2 separate regions of the Mus musculus genome follow, and region 1 is linked to region 2. Evidence: chromatin contacts called from public HiChIP or PLAC-seq data. All regions are on one chromosome and are shown on one strand. Each heading gives the region's core, a stretch centred on a gene start, on an enhancer-like site or on the middle of the called end of the contact. The rest is flanking DNA. Distances are from core to core; before and after follow the strand shown.

Evidence for each region. HiChIP or PLAC-seq counts read pairs in DNA pulled down with a chosen protein or histone mark.
Region 1: a contact with region 2 is called in an H3K4me3 HiChIP or PLAC-seq map of embryonic stem cells, with 27 read pairs. The contact joins the enhancer-like site here to the promoter of Lrig3 in region 2. A contact is called at or near these places in 5 of 39 promoter capture datasets (the 3T3-L1 cell line, the HPC-7 cell line, liver and 1 more), 2 of 484 Hi-C or Micro-C datasets (both in embryonic stem cells), 5 of 115 datasets of contacts at active chromatin or transcription factors (embryonic stem cells, neural tube and stem cell-derived neural progenitor cells) and 2 of 9 other capture datasets (embryonic stem cells and pancreatic islet).

Annotation. Positions count from the first base shown.
Region 1 is chr10:125,912,832-125,919,137 of GRCm38.p6, forward strand. It overlaps Gm29944 (a long non-coding RNA gene), which reads right to left. Exons shown (of 4, transcript XR_380919.1): 2 at 4,871-5,087. Among named protein-coding and RNA genes, the nearest start is that of Gm29944, 23 kb to the right of the region's middle. Within about 2 kb of position 4,185, at least 29 of the 459 cell types and tissues checked have an H3K27ac peak or open chromatin away from gene starts, as enhancers often do. A contact at or near this core is called in embryonic stem cells, where this site is marked.
Region 2 is chr10:125,963,531-125,969,364 of GRCm38.p6, forward strand. It overlaps Lrig3 (leucine-rich repeats and immunoglobulin-like domains 3), which reads left to right and starts at 2,689. Exons shown (of 19, transcript NM_177152.5): 1 at 2,689-3,181. The coding sequence starts at 2,946.

The sequences.
Region 1 (6,306 bases), core at 2,935-5,434, 49 kb before region 2:
GACTCTACATTCACTGGTTGTGTTTCCCTGAGTGTCTCATCCGTGCAAGGCCTTACATGAGGCATGGGTTGTAGTAGGTATGCAGTCAGGCTGTGGAAAGGCCCTCTTCCTTTTTCTCTCAGGAATGTCTCACACCCTCCCTTTGATGAAAATTTAGATTTAATTGGGTCTCACTCTATTCCCTGTTTGTCTGTACCAAGTACCCATCCTGAACGATGGTCAGACCCTTGCTTCTGGTTCCTGAGGTAGATGGCTATGTTTCCACTTCCTCTGCCTGGAGCATAAAGAGGGTTCTGGAAAAGGCTGACTGCAAAATGCTTGAGTTTGGCATGCCATGATTAGTCCTTCATCCTGGTACTATGAAGAGGCCCTGAAGGAATTAAGACAGCTTTATGTTTAAAAGATCACTGTCTCAAAAGAGACAGGGGAAGGGAGATAGAAAATGACACCAGGACACCTTTGTACTAACTAGTTCAGCTTAAATAGTGGACTCCTTATTCAGAGGAGGGGTTGGTATTAATGCAGAGAAGAGTGGGTAAGATCATTTAAAATTGTAAGTAAATATTGAACCAGATTGACTGGATGTGAAGTAGATGGGGGAGGAAATCAATGGCACATCCATAACAGACAGAAGCTTAGGTTATTTTTCAGCTAGTGAGCATTAGATAATGCTATTGTATCATACTGGTTTTGCGTTATTATAGTCACTAGCCACTGTGTTAGAATATACTCAAATTATGCATAAACTTGATTTTTGTTTGTACTAAGTTAGTAGAGGATTGTGTATGTGTGTGTGTGTGTGTGTGTGTGTGTCTGTGTGTGTGTGTGTGTAATTTTGCTCCTAAAATCCTTTGGCTAGTCATATCACTGAACTTAAAATTGGTTTGCTTTTTTGGTGATCATCTTGCATACTCAAGAATTTCTACAAAAAAGAAAGTTTACATTGAAATTGCTTCCAACCATCATGAACTGTTATAAATACTAATTTTTTTAAAAAAGATTTATTTATTTGTTTTATGTTTATGAGTACACTGTAGCTGTTTTCAGACACACCAGAAAAGTTTATAGGACCCCATAACAGATGATTGTGAGCCACCATGTAGTTGCTGGGAATTGAAATCAGAACATCTGGAAGAGTCATCAGCGAGCCATCTCTCTAGCCTATGAATACTATTTTTAACAAGTAGTGGCGTTGACTTAATGTTATCTTCATTGATATTTAAGTATTCATCTACATTATTCTTACAGTGGTTTTAATTATTTTATATAGGACATGCTTGTTTCCAGCTCTCAGATGGCCTTCAAATCCCGCTATACCCACAATGCCAGCCATGTGTGATTACTGCCATGCCAAATCTGAAAGGGAGACCACTGAGAAAGAATAAATGGGAGCCCAGGTTGTAACATTTATAATACTGCTGACAAGAGAAAACAGCCTCATGTGATAGCATTTTCCTCAGTGCCTACAGCTTGTCTCCTGGCCTCTCTCAGCCTTAACCAAGAGAACTTATAAAACAACATCTTATTTAGTAAATATCAAAACATCATTCCTTCCATGTCACTTATAGGTGAATATGAACTATGCATTGTGTCTCTCTGTTTTGGATGAAAATAGCTGCATATTAATGACTGCCTTATGAAAAAAAAAAAGTAAGATTTCATGAAGTCAGTAAACAATGCCCTTTTAGGATAGCATTTTTTGATCCTGAAAAGACATTAAAGTCGTATAATTGAGAAAACAACCACAAAAGAGAAATTATATTCCCAAGGTCAGACATCAGCTATTGGCATCACCATGGGAGATACTTCCAGGAAAGCTCTGAGTTCTGAGAGATGCTGGTGGCCACGAGTAGTGGGTGATGGGACAGGTGAGTACCGTTTAGTCATGTGGCCAAGAATCTTGCTTCCAGCTCCAATGGCGTTCAGAATGTCATATGCTTATCTTATTTGTAAAGGCAAATCTTTGTCACTCCCTCTAAGAGCAAATCAGGTACACAAACAGCCAAAACAATCTACCAAAAAATGTGGTTATTTACTTATTTACTAATCATGCTGCCCCCAAACTTCACTGCATCAAGAATTTGGAACAGGGAAGCTGCTCAGAGATGGTAGCTATTTTGTTTGTTTGTTTGTTTTCACTATGGCTTTTGGCATGCTCTCCAGACGGTATTAATATATGGTTTCAAGGCTATTGCTCTATTGAATTCTTGACTAAGGAAAGGGCCAGCTATGCCATGAGGATTGTGAACATGTTCAAACTCTATGGGAAGTCAACACACAAGTTCACCTCATCACAAAACAAAACCACACAAAACAAAACAAAACAGAACAGAACAAGAACAGAACAGAACAGAACAGAACAGAACACCAAAGCATGGATGTGTAAGCCAACATCTTCATTGGGAATCTAGAGCCAAGACTGATAAATAGTTCCTTTCTGATATTTCAAGTGCCTTTGAGATCAACAAATAAACAACCCTATCATAGGCAACATCAAAGGTTATACCTGTTTTAATTTTGTTGTATCTGGTGCCTCAAATACAGAAGTCGACGTCATGAGTAGATGATACATCTACAAACCACTACACCACTGTGTCTAACACCTTCAATAACTCTAAAGATGAGGATCAGCTTTTAGAAGTATAGCACCCATTGTCCCAGGCTTACCAACCTCATCCGCTGTGGGCATGCTCTGTCCCAAACCCTATCTGAGCTCTCACTACCAAGTCTACCTCCTCCTTCCTTCTGACCTTCAATGCTGTCTCCTTGGAGACCTCTCAACAGAGATATCCTGAGCCATGCATGCCCCCATATCTATTCCTTCTTTGTCTAGAGGACATGACCCTAGATACTGGACATCCCTGTCATAGATATCCAATACCCAATTCAACCAGGGGCATGTCCCATTCAGGATGTCTCAGACACAACTGGCCCACCCTTGTCTTCATGGCTTAGATAACCTCGTGCTAAGGCTCTAGATTTGAGGAGGCACTCACAACCATATCCGGCTTCTGAAATGCCTCATCCAGTGGAACCTTCTTTATGTGCCAATCTGAGATTTTTAGCTTCTTAGAGCTATGTGTCAATTCCTCTCAGCTCCTTCTTCCCAATTGGATAATTTTTTTTCCAGAGTAGATTTTTTTTTGCTTATTTCTTTTTTTAATGGTGTATATTGTTTATTTTTATATATTATATATTTCTTTGTTCCTTTAAATATATAATCTTTATATTTACAACTATATATCAAAATAGATTATACATAAATATATTATATATAAATCATACAATATTGTATATAAATATAATATATCAATATAGTTAAGATATATATATGTACATATATATGTATATATATTCATATATGTTTGTGTATGTATATATATATATATATATCTTGACTTCTTTTAAGAAAGGAAAAATAATGTAATTAAGATAAAATATAAAAAAAATCACTGCCACTTTGCTGTCAGATCTTCAACAATGAAAAACATTACAGCTAGCAAGATTTACTCCAGGGCTCACTTGATTCATTTAAACACTTTCTTTCTGAATATTTCTTTCTGAATATTATTATTTGATAGAAGGGACACAGCAGAAGAAAAGTTATTTCTCCCCAACTGATCACAAGACAACAAAAACAGATATTTTCAAAAGTGTTATAACACAGACAAGTCCAGCGTAAATGTTCCTTTTCATCTCTGTCATCTTGTCTTGGGTGCTCACCGTGTATAGAGAAGGAAGGTGTGATCTTCATGGAAATCCCCCCCCCACTCTCTCCACCCATCCCCCACTCTCCCCACCTCCACCCCGGGTTAAATACACTCCCAGATGAACAAGCTGCAAGCTGTGTCAGGATAATTTAAAGAAGTTATCTAGACTGAACACTCTCCCTTGGCTCCAGCTGCGCACCTGTGTGATGTTGCTCACGATATTCAGCAGTTCGTTCACCTGAGCCACGAGATTTAGTTTCTGAAACCTTCCTTTGTCCAAGAGTTTATATGTCAAGAAAGGATCTGGGGCAGGGAGAGTCTGGAAGTCACTGGTTAGTCGGTCACCAAAGCGGAGGACACATTTAGAAATTTCTTGGAGTGGAAACTGGAACCTGTCTTATCCTGACAGTACTGGGTGCGTATCCATTTCCGGCAGAAGGAAAAGCTGCCTTCACCAGGTACTTTCCTGCTAAGACCAGACTGCTATGAAAATTTCTAGTGCTTGCTTTAGAGAACACATCAGTAATTGTAAGTGAGCTTTGTGCTACAGTCCCTGTCTATAATTCCAGCACTCTGGAGAATCGGGCAGAGATTTGAGGCTGTGTTCTAAGATCTTCTCTTTAAAAAAAAAAAAAGACAAAAGAAAAGAAAGGGGAGAGGAGGGGAAGGGGAAGGGGGATGGGGGGAGGGGAGGGGAGGGGAGGGGGGAGGAGAGGGGGAGGGGGGAGGGGAGGGGAGGGGGGAGGAGAGGGGGAGGGGGGAGGGGAGGGGAGGGGGGAGGAGAGGGGGAGGGGGGAGGGGAGGGGAGGGGAGGGGGGAGGAGAGGGGGAGGGGGGAGGGGAAAGAAAAGACAAACCCAGCTTCTTTTTCTGTTTCAGTACTAGCGATGCATCTGAGACTACCAAGTTTAGAAGGAAACAAAATGCTCAGGGCGGGATGGGGGATGAGGAGGGTAGGGGCGGGGGTTGGAATGCACACTGTGCACGGGGTGTGAACCTTGACATAAAGCCAAAGCTTTGAGGGACGCTTCTGGAATGCTGCTGAGGTCTCCAGAAATCACAGGGGCAACTCCAGGTGTGACCAGGCTACTCCTCTGGCTGGGTGTTTTAGGCGTTGGGTGACTAAGGCATCTGTCCCGGGATGATCTCATGGCCACCTACCTAATTTGTTTCTCTCAGTGTTAAAATTGTGCAGGAAGCAATAGCAGGAGAGCCTCAGCGTCCCACCGTAATTAAGTCATTACAGGTCCCCATGCCAGGCATTTCCTGAGAGTTTGCAGCAGCGCACAGAGGCAGGGCAGGAGACAGCAACAGTGAATTGGAAGAGCATTCCGTTGACGGTTTTTTATCTGGATGTATTGAAACAATGGCAAAGTGCCTAGGTGGAGTAAAAGGAAAAAAATAATGAGGAAAGCTCACCGAGTTAGGTAGCAAATATAATCCCACAAATTATATCTTTAATTGATTTTCAACTCTGTTAAGGAATTTGTCTTCAGATCCTATCCTCGCTACATTAAAAGATTATACAGCAGGACATTTATTCTCTTAAATGAGAATTTTTAATGGTTGTATAAAATATTTTCTTTGCTTTATGTTTTAAATAAACCGACTTTCACTCGATACAATTCAAACCAAAATGTTTAAAGTTTCCACAGAAAATTTCACTCTTGTGTGTTCACTTCATACATTGTGTTAAACCAAAAAGAAAGTAAGAAACAGACGAACAAGTAAAGACAAGACACTCCAAATGGACTTCGGCATTTCTCTGCGGGTTTTTTTTTTTTCTATCTCACATATGACAGATGTAAGAATTCATAATATAGGAATACAGCTGAATTTCTCTTGCTTATAGGTTTCATCCGGATGTCATAATTATTACTACTTAAATAAGGTTTATGTCCATGAAGAAATATATGGGAGGAAAGTATTATATAAATAGTAACTCATATAGACACACAACAAAATAAAATATTCTCTCTCTCCTACCATGATTTACAGAAACCAAGTTTTATCAATGCCTGTTATTTTCTTGTTTAAAATCATCTAGAAATACTGACTTTGTATAAATATAAGAAGTTCCTTAGGTGCGCCGACTTAGCGTCAAGCTATCAGCCATTTTATTTCAAGTTAGAAACTAGGACGATAAAGTCGCTAAATGCAGCTATGAGGAAAGGACAGCAGTGTATACCTAAGTAGACAGAATATACCTCAGACCCGAGGATCACTGTCAAGAAGCCTTGTCAGAAGACGCACCAGTCTGTGCAGACTGCAGTCGCTCTGTTTCTCTCTCCTCTGCTCTAACACACTTTAAATGATCTCCCTGGAGTAGAAGACCAGTGACAAGGGTCAACAAACCTCCTTGTTCCTAAGCAGATAATGAGTAACATCTCAGCAGAAAAAGGAGTGACTCCTGTCCTGTCACCTGCACCCGGTTGTCCTCAGACACTGACTCTTGGGATCTTCACAGACTTGCCTTTTAATTTCAGTACATTCCTCTGATGGATTCTGACCAAAGCTGTTTTCAAACCTTCTCTCCCAGGGAGCCTGTCTGTCCCAGCTGCCCCAGGATCACTAGGGCACCTGTCTCAGCTGCCCCA
Region 2 (5,834 bases), core at 1,439-3,938:
GTCAGCAGATTTTACAGAGAGGACAGAGAGTGACAGGACCTTATCCAAGGATATGATAGAGGGGAGCCTGATTTAAAAAAAAAAAAAAAAGCTTTGATTGTATTCACAACTAGCTGATTAAGAAACTCAAGCCAGTCGGGGTGGGGTGGGGGGGTTCAGGGGATCCAAGCAGATCTTAGGGAAGTGTGTTTGGTAAGGATTCCTGATATACAAATGGACCAGGCTAAGGAGAGGCCGAGTGATCAGGACAGCCATTGAAGGAGCAGAAAGTGAAAGAGAAAAACATGCAGTATATGGGGGAGTTTGCAGTTTATGGGGTGGGGGTGAGGCTCTAGTGAACTAAAAAGGTTATTGCAAACTTTACTTCTAAGACAATGGAACCCATGAGAGTCATCAGGCAGTGGGATCCTAGGCCCTGGTTTGAGCTTTCTGAAGCTCTCTTTGCATTGTGAGGCGAGAACTGAGAACTGGAGTACCAGACAGAAGAAGGAGGTGGTGTTCTGATTCCTGGGGCCAGAGCTTGCAGAGGAGATGGAGACAGGTACTTTCTAGGTTGGCTTCAACAGAAGCTGCTGGTTGGTTATGGAGACAGTGCCAAGGATGCAGCTTGGCCTTCTAGGGTCTAGGGTTTTTACCTGGATGGGGTGAAGCATCCTTTTTTGAGTCAGAAAACACAGGGAGAAAAGGAGGGAGGTTCAGGGATGTTGAAACATGATTCTGGATGCATTGCATTTGAATGTGCGAGTGCGTGTGCGTGTGCGTGTGCGTGTGCGTGTGTGTGTGTGTGTGTGTGTGTGTGTGTGTGTGTGTGTGATTTAGGAGAAAGTTCTAAACTGGAAATCAGGTTATCAGGAGGAGATGTGACTATAAGCATAGAAGTGTAAATTTAATTCATGAGGAAAGTGAAAGTGAGTGTACCCAGGAAAAGTGAGCCCAGCGTCACCGAACGATGACGGACTTCAATTGTCTCTGGCATCTCAGGAGCAAGTCAAGACACCCACGCCATGTAACGGCACGGGCATGTGTATACTGACACTGCTCTTGTTTTTAAAAACTTCAGAGTAGCAAACCAGGTTTTCCTTAGGCAGATTAGTCAAGCAAGATGCAAGAGGAACCTGAAAAATCCATTGCCCAATTGTTGTGGATCTTAATGGAAGCCCTGTAATTATAGCTATTTCTTGTCTATCGTTCTAAAATGTGGCAAAGCTACAGGCAGGCAGAAGAAAGGGGAGGGGATATCTCACCTAAACTAGGGTGTGCCAACTTCAGAGTCTTTTATTTCCCCATGAATGGCCGTGCTTACACAGGTGAACGCTACAGTGCAAGTCAATGGTCATGGGGTTAAAGTCTCAATTCCATCAGCTATCTCATCCTGCATCAACTAGCTGATTAAGTAACCCAAGTCACAGACATGCTTGGGCAGATACCATGCAGCCAACAACCTACAGAAACAGAGCCTTAAAATTAGTTTATGTCACCCTACAAAATGTTAGGTATCTCTTTGGGACCTATTTTCCCTGAGGTGTTAGCAGATCAACTCTGAGGTCTCCATTATTTTCAACACCTTGCTACCCAGGTTACAGGCTGAGTACATCCAGACAGACTTCAGGGGTGCCTGGTATTTTGGTTCTACCTCCTCCCTCAATATACCCCACAGACAGATAAGCTTATTTAAGTCTGGTAGACTTTTCAGTCAAGAATGTCATCATTCAAAAGGCAGGTAGACTAAGGTAAGTGTGTGTGTGTGTGTGTGTGTGTGTGTGTGTAAGCATGTGTGTGCATGTGCACGTGTGTTTGTGCGTGCGTTCGTGTGTGCATGCGCACGTGTGCTTTTTCTTTCAAGGTCTTAGCATATATTAGTGTGGTTGCTTTTATTCTTCTTAGCTACTATTGTTTGGAATCTGATTGCCAACTTGGATTTATTAATTTATTATTTAGTTTATTAATTTATTTAGTTATTTATTAATTTATTATCATTCCCTCCAGCTCCATCTATTATAAACCAAGCTCCCATATCCCAAACCATGTCCTTTGTCCATCCATCTAGCCATCCATCCATGTGCACATACGTTTGAGACAGGGTCTCACTGTGTTGTCCTGGCCGGCCCGAAACTCATAGGTCTGCCTGCCTCTTCCATACAGTGCTGGGTTGCCAGGCTATACATATACATCATATACAAATACGCATACATATACATTATATATGTCCAATTTATGGGCATAAAAGACCTCACTGGCACCGATATTAATTTTTTTTATGAAAGCCACTGTTTCATTCGCCAACAATATAATAATCGACACAGTTCTCTCGCTAGGAATTGAAAGGCCTTGGAACACTGCAACTACTTTAACTGTACTCTCTAAAGTTTCCCTTAAGTAACTGCAGCTCAGAGCACCAGCCGGCTCAGTCCTTCGCTGGCTCGCTCCTTCGCTGGCTCGCTCTTGCCCTCCCATTCCATCTGATCTATGGTTCTCAGGACATAGCGGAGACTGCTGGCTGCAGACGCTGGAAAATGTAACTCGGAATTTCCTACAATCTCAGCTCCACTTTCTCCCGGGCGCCGGCTCGGGGCTGGAGCCTTGTTATTGTCACGTGGCCGCGGGTGCCAGGCGGGCCAATGGGCGCGCGCCCGCCTTCTCGCCCCGCCTCGCCGTTCCGCCGCGCCGGGACATCGCGCCCCGCCGCCCGCCGCAGGCGGAAAAGTTTCTCGGCGTGCCATCCCGTTCTCGGACGCCGCTCGGGCTGCCTTCACCGTGGCTGCCGGTCCTCCGCTGCTGGCTCTCCCGCTGTGCAGGGGCATGCGAGGCCTTCAGTGCGGGGACTGAGCCACCAGGAGCACGAGGCGGCGATCGGCGTGTCCAGCCCGGTCTGGGAGTCGGTGCTTTTGGGGGTGCGCGAGGTTGTAGAGCTCCGGGCCGAACCGGAGGCGGCGGGGCGCGCGGCGATGGGTGCTCCCGGACTCCGAGCGGCCACCGCGGCGCTGGGACTGCTGCTGTGCGCGGGGCTGGGGCGCGCGGGCCCGGCGGGAAGCGGAGGCCACGGGGCTCCCGGGCAGCTCTTGGACGACGATGCGCAGCGCCCGTGTCCAGCCGCCTGCCACTGCCTCGGGGACCTGCTGGACTGCAGCCGGCGGCGGCTGGTTCGCCTTCCCGATCCTCTCCCGGCCTGGGTCACACGGCTGTGAGTATCAGTATCATTCCGGTGGGGTGAAGGAGACCGGCCCGCCAGGGGTGCGAGACCAGAAGAGTCCGCCTAGGCCCGGGGCTCAGAGCGCACTATACAGCGCCCAGGCCGCTACCGGAGCCCTGTGGGGGGACTCAGTCTCCCTCTGCATCCGCGCAGGTGGGTTCTTGAGTCGCCACTCCTAGGCCAGCAGACCCGACGCCTGCGATTGGGAGCCAGTCTGCGAGACACTGTATTTTGCAAGTTTTCTTCTGAGTTTATGTAGGAAACTGGCCCAACTGTAGCTTCTCAGGGGTTAGTTAGGGTCCCTAGACGGTCACTGCAGGCGCGCCTTTCTCTTATAACCCCCCTTGCTCAAGCAAAGCCGCACAGACTTTTTCTCTCCGCAGTGCTTAATTTCACATTAGCAGACCATCAGCCTCGCTCCCGGGCCACTTTGAAATGCGTCTGCGTCTTGGTTACTGTGAGAAGTTGGGTGCGAAGACTGATCGGGTAGATTAAGCAAAGGAAGTAGGTTTTCACAACCGAGATCTGGGCAAGTTTAGAGCCTGCGCTGAGTGCTGTTTGGCGGATTTTAGCTGGGAAGCCAGAAACCCCGAAGTCACTGCCAACTGTGTGGATAGAACACGGAAGAAAATATAATTTACTTGGAAATGCGAGTCCTTACAAATGTCAGCTCTCTTTATTCTCTCCCAACCCCTAATTTTGTTAAAATTGGAGGGGGCGTTTAAGCCATAAGCAAAAAAGCAAAAGTTGCACTTAAAAAAAAAAGAAGTTGTCCCGTTTAAAAGAAATCAAATCACTTCATACTTAAAGATTCTGAAATTTAGGCCTAGCAGACATTCTCAGCTCTTAAACACTCGTAGGTCCTGACAATATTGGCCAGGCGGCTTAAGAAATCGTGGTTTTGATCCAGTGTCCCAACCTACATTGTTTCATCAGTTATAAGCTGTTGACCATCAAACAACACGCTCTCTTAAAAGGGAGTTTAATAAGGAAATAGAATTAACGAGAATTGGATTGATATTTAATGGCTGATTATGGAATGTCTGATGTAGCAGCTTTTATTACTCGTGAAAGGGGAGATAAAGACCTGAGCCTGAAGCAGGAAGACTTTCAATTAGTTGTGGCTAATTCCATTCAATTGCCTCTTGCCGGGTGGGGGGTCACACTGCTGCCTTCCTGAAAGCCGACTGGCTCTCTACTGACAACATATGGAATGGAGCATGGGGGGAGGGCACCTATGGATGCTAGAAGGGCGGAGGTGGGGGGGGGGGGAACTAAGACCTTCCCTGTCTCCCTGGAGTGCCTTTAGAAATGCTTACGAAGTCTAACTTTACCCAGTAGTTTCTCAATGACAGGTGGCCCACTAGATGTAGATGGATTTCAGAAAACTGTGTGGACCTTGATTGGAAATTGAGTTGAATCAAAAGGGAGCGCGTGGGGGGTGGGGGGAGTGGATTTGATACCTATTTAAACGTTCTTAAAGGGAGCTGACCTAATTAGGATTTTGTTTTGCAGATAATTTGGTGGCACACTAAAAACAAATTACAGTTTATTTGGTTAGCACAGTCTTTAATTACATTTCCGCCAGTAGTAAATTGTCTCAATACACGTCTGCATTCCTTAAACGTATGTGAAAATACAATCCACTTGTATAAATAAGCGCTGGGTCTCTTGTCAGAAGCCCTGCTGTGATCGCTCATCACACAGCCTGTCCATCCTTGTACTTCTGTGACTTCTGACCGTCTTAGGACGGTCCCCAAGCCATGTGGTCTCAGGTTCTTTATTGTCAATGCTTCCTTTGTTTACTCTCGAAGGTCTGTTCCCCTCCTCAGAGAAGAGCAAAAGGCAACATGCAGTCCTTCTCCTCTGTTATTTTGTGTATTGCCATAGGAGGTGTGAGCTGCTCCTAGTTAAACCTTACATAATTACAAAAGCTCTTAAGTAGATGGCTTCCAAGACCGAGGAGTGCATAGAAACTGTGTATTGTTCACCACAGCCCTCCTTCCTCGGGCTTTTAAAATAGCAAACATTTGTCCTTAGAATAGTTTATGAGAAAGTTCAGGAAAAAAAAAAATATGCTGTGTGTCTTTTGTTTCCTTTGTTGAATCTACAAGTTAGGAATGTCTGTGCTTCTCGTGTGTGTGTGTGTGTGTGTGTGTGTGTGTGTGTGTGTGTGTGTGTGTGCGCGCGCACATGTTCCCCACTTTATCCAGTTGTCCTTTATTGCCATAGGAGAGCCTGGTGTGGAAAGCTGAGTAGTTGGAGCTAAACAATAATAACACTGTACTGGCTTCTGCTTTCAGAAAGAACCTGCAGTTCTTTAATGAAAGTCGCTGTTTAAAAAGTTACTGCTGGAGCCTCAGTCAAAGAGCTTTGTGCCTCTGCAGAGCTCTGAAGCCAGAGAGGGGGGCTTGTTAAAATAACGTTATTTAGCCAAAGGGGGGCGAATTGTTTGATTGCCAACCTCAAGTGTTATTAAATTCTAGCTGGAATTTCAGATGATTTATCTTATCACGCAGAAATGTTGGCGCTCTTAACAGGGCTGAGGAGAAAGTCCGAAAGGTAGTCTGTACACGACTGGCTTCTTTGGTGTTATGAAAGCTCTGGTACAGGGTACTTACGATTGGGGGTGGGGAGGGAGAAG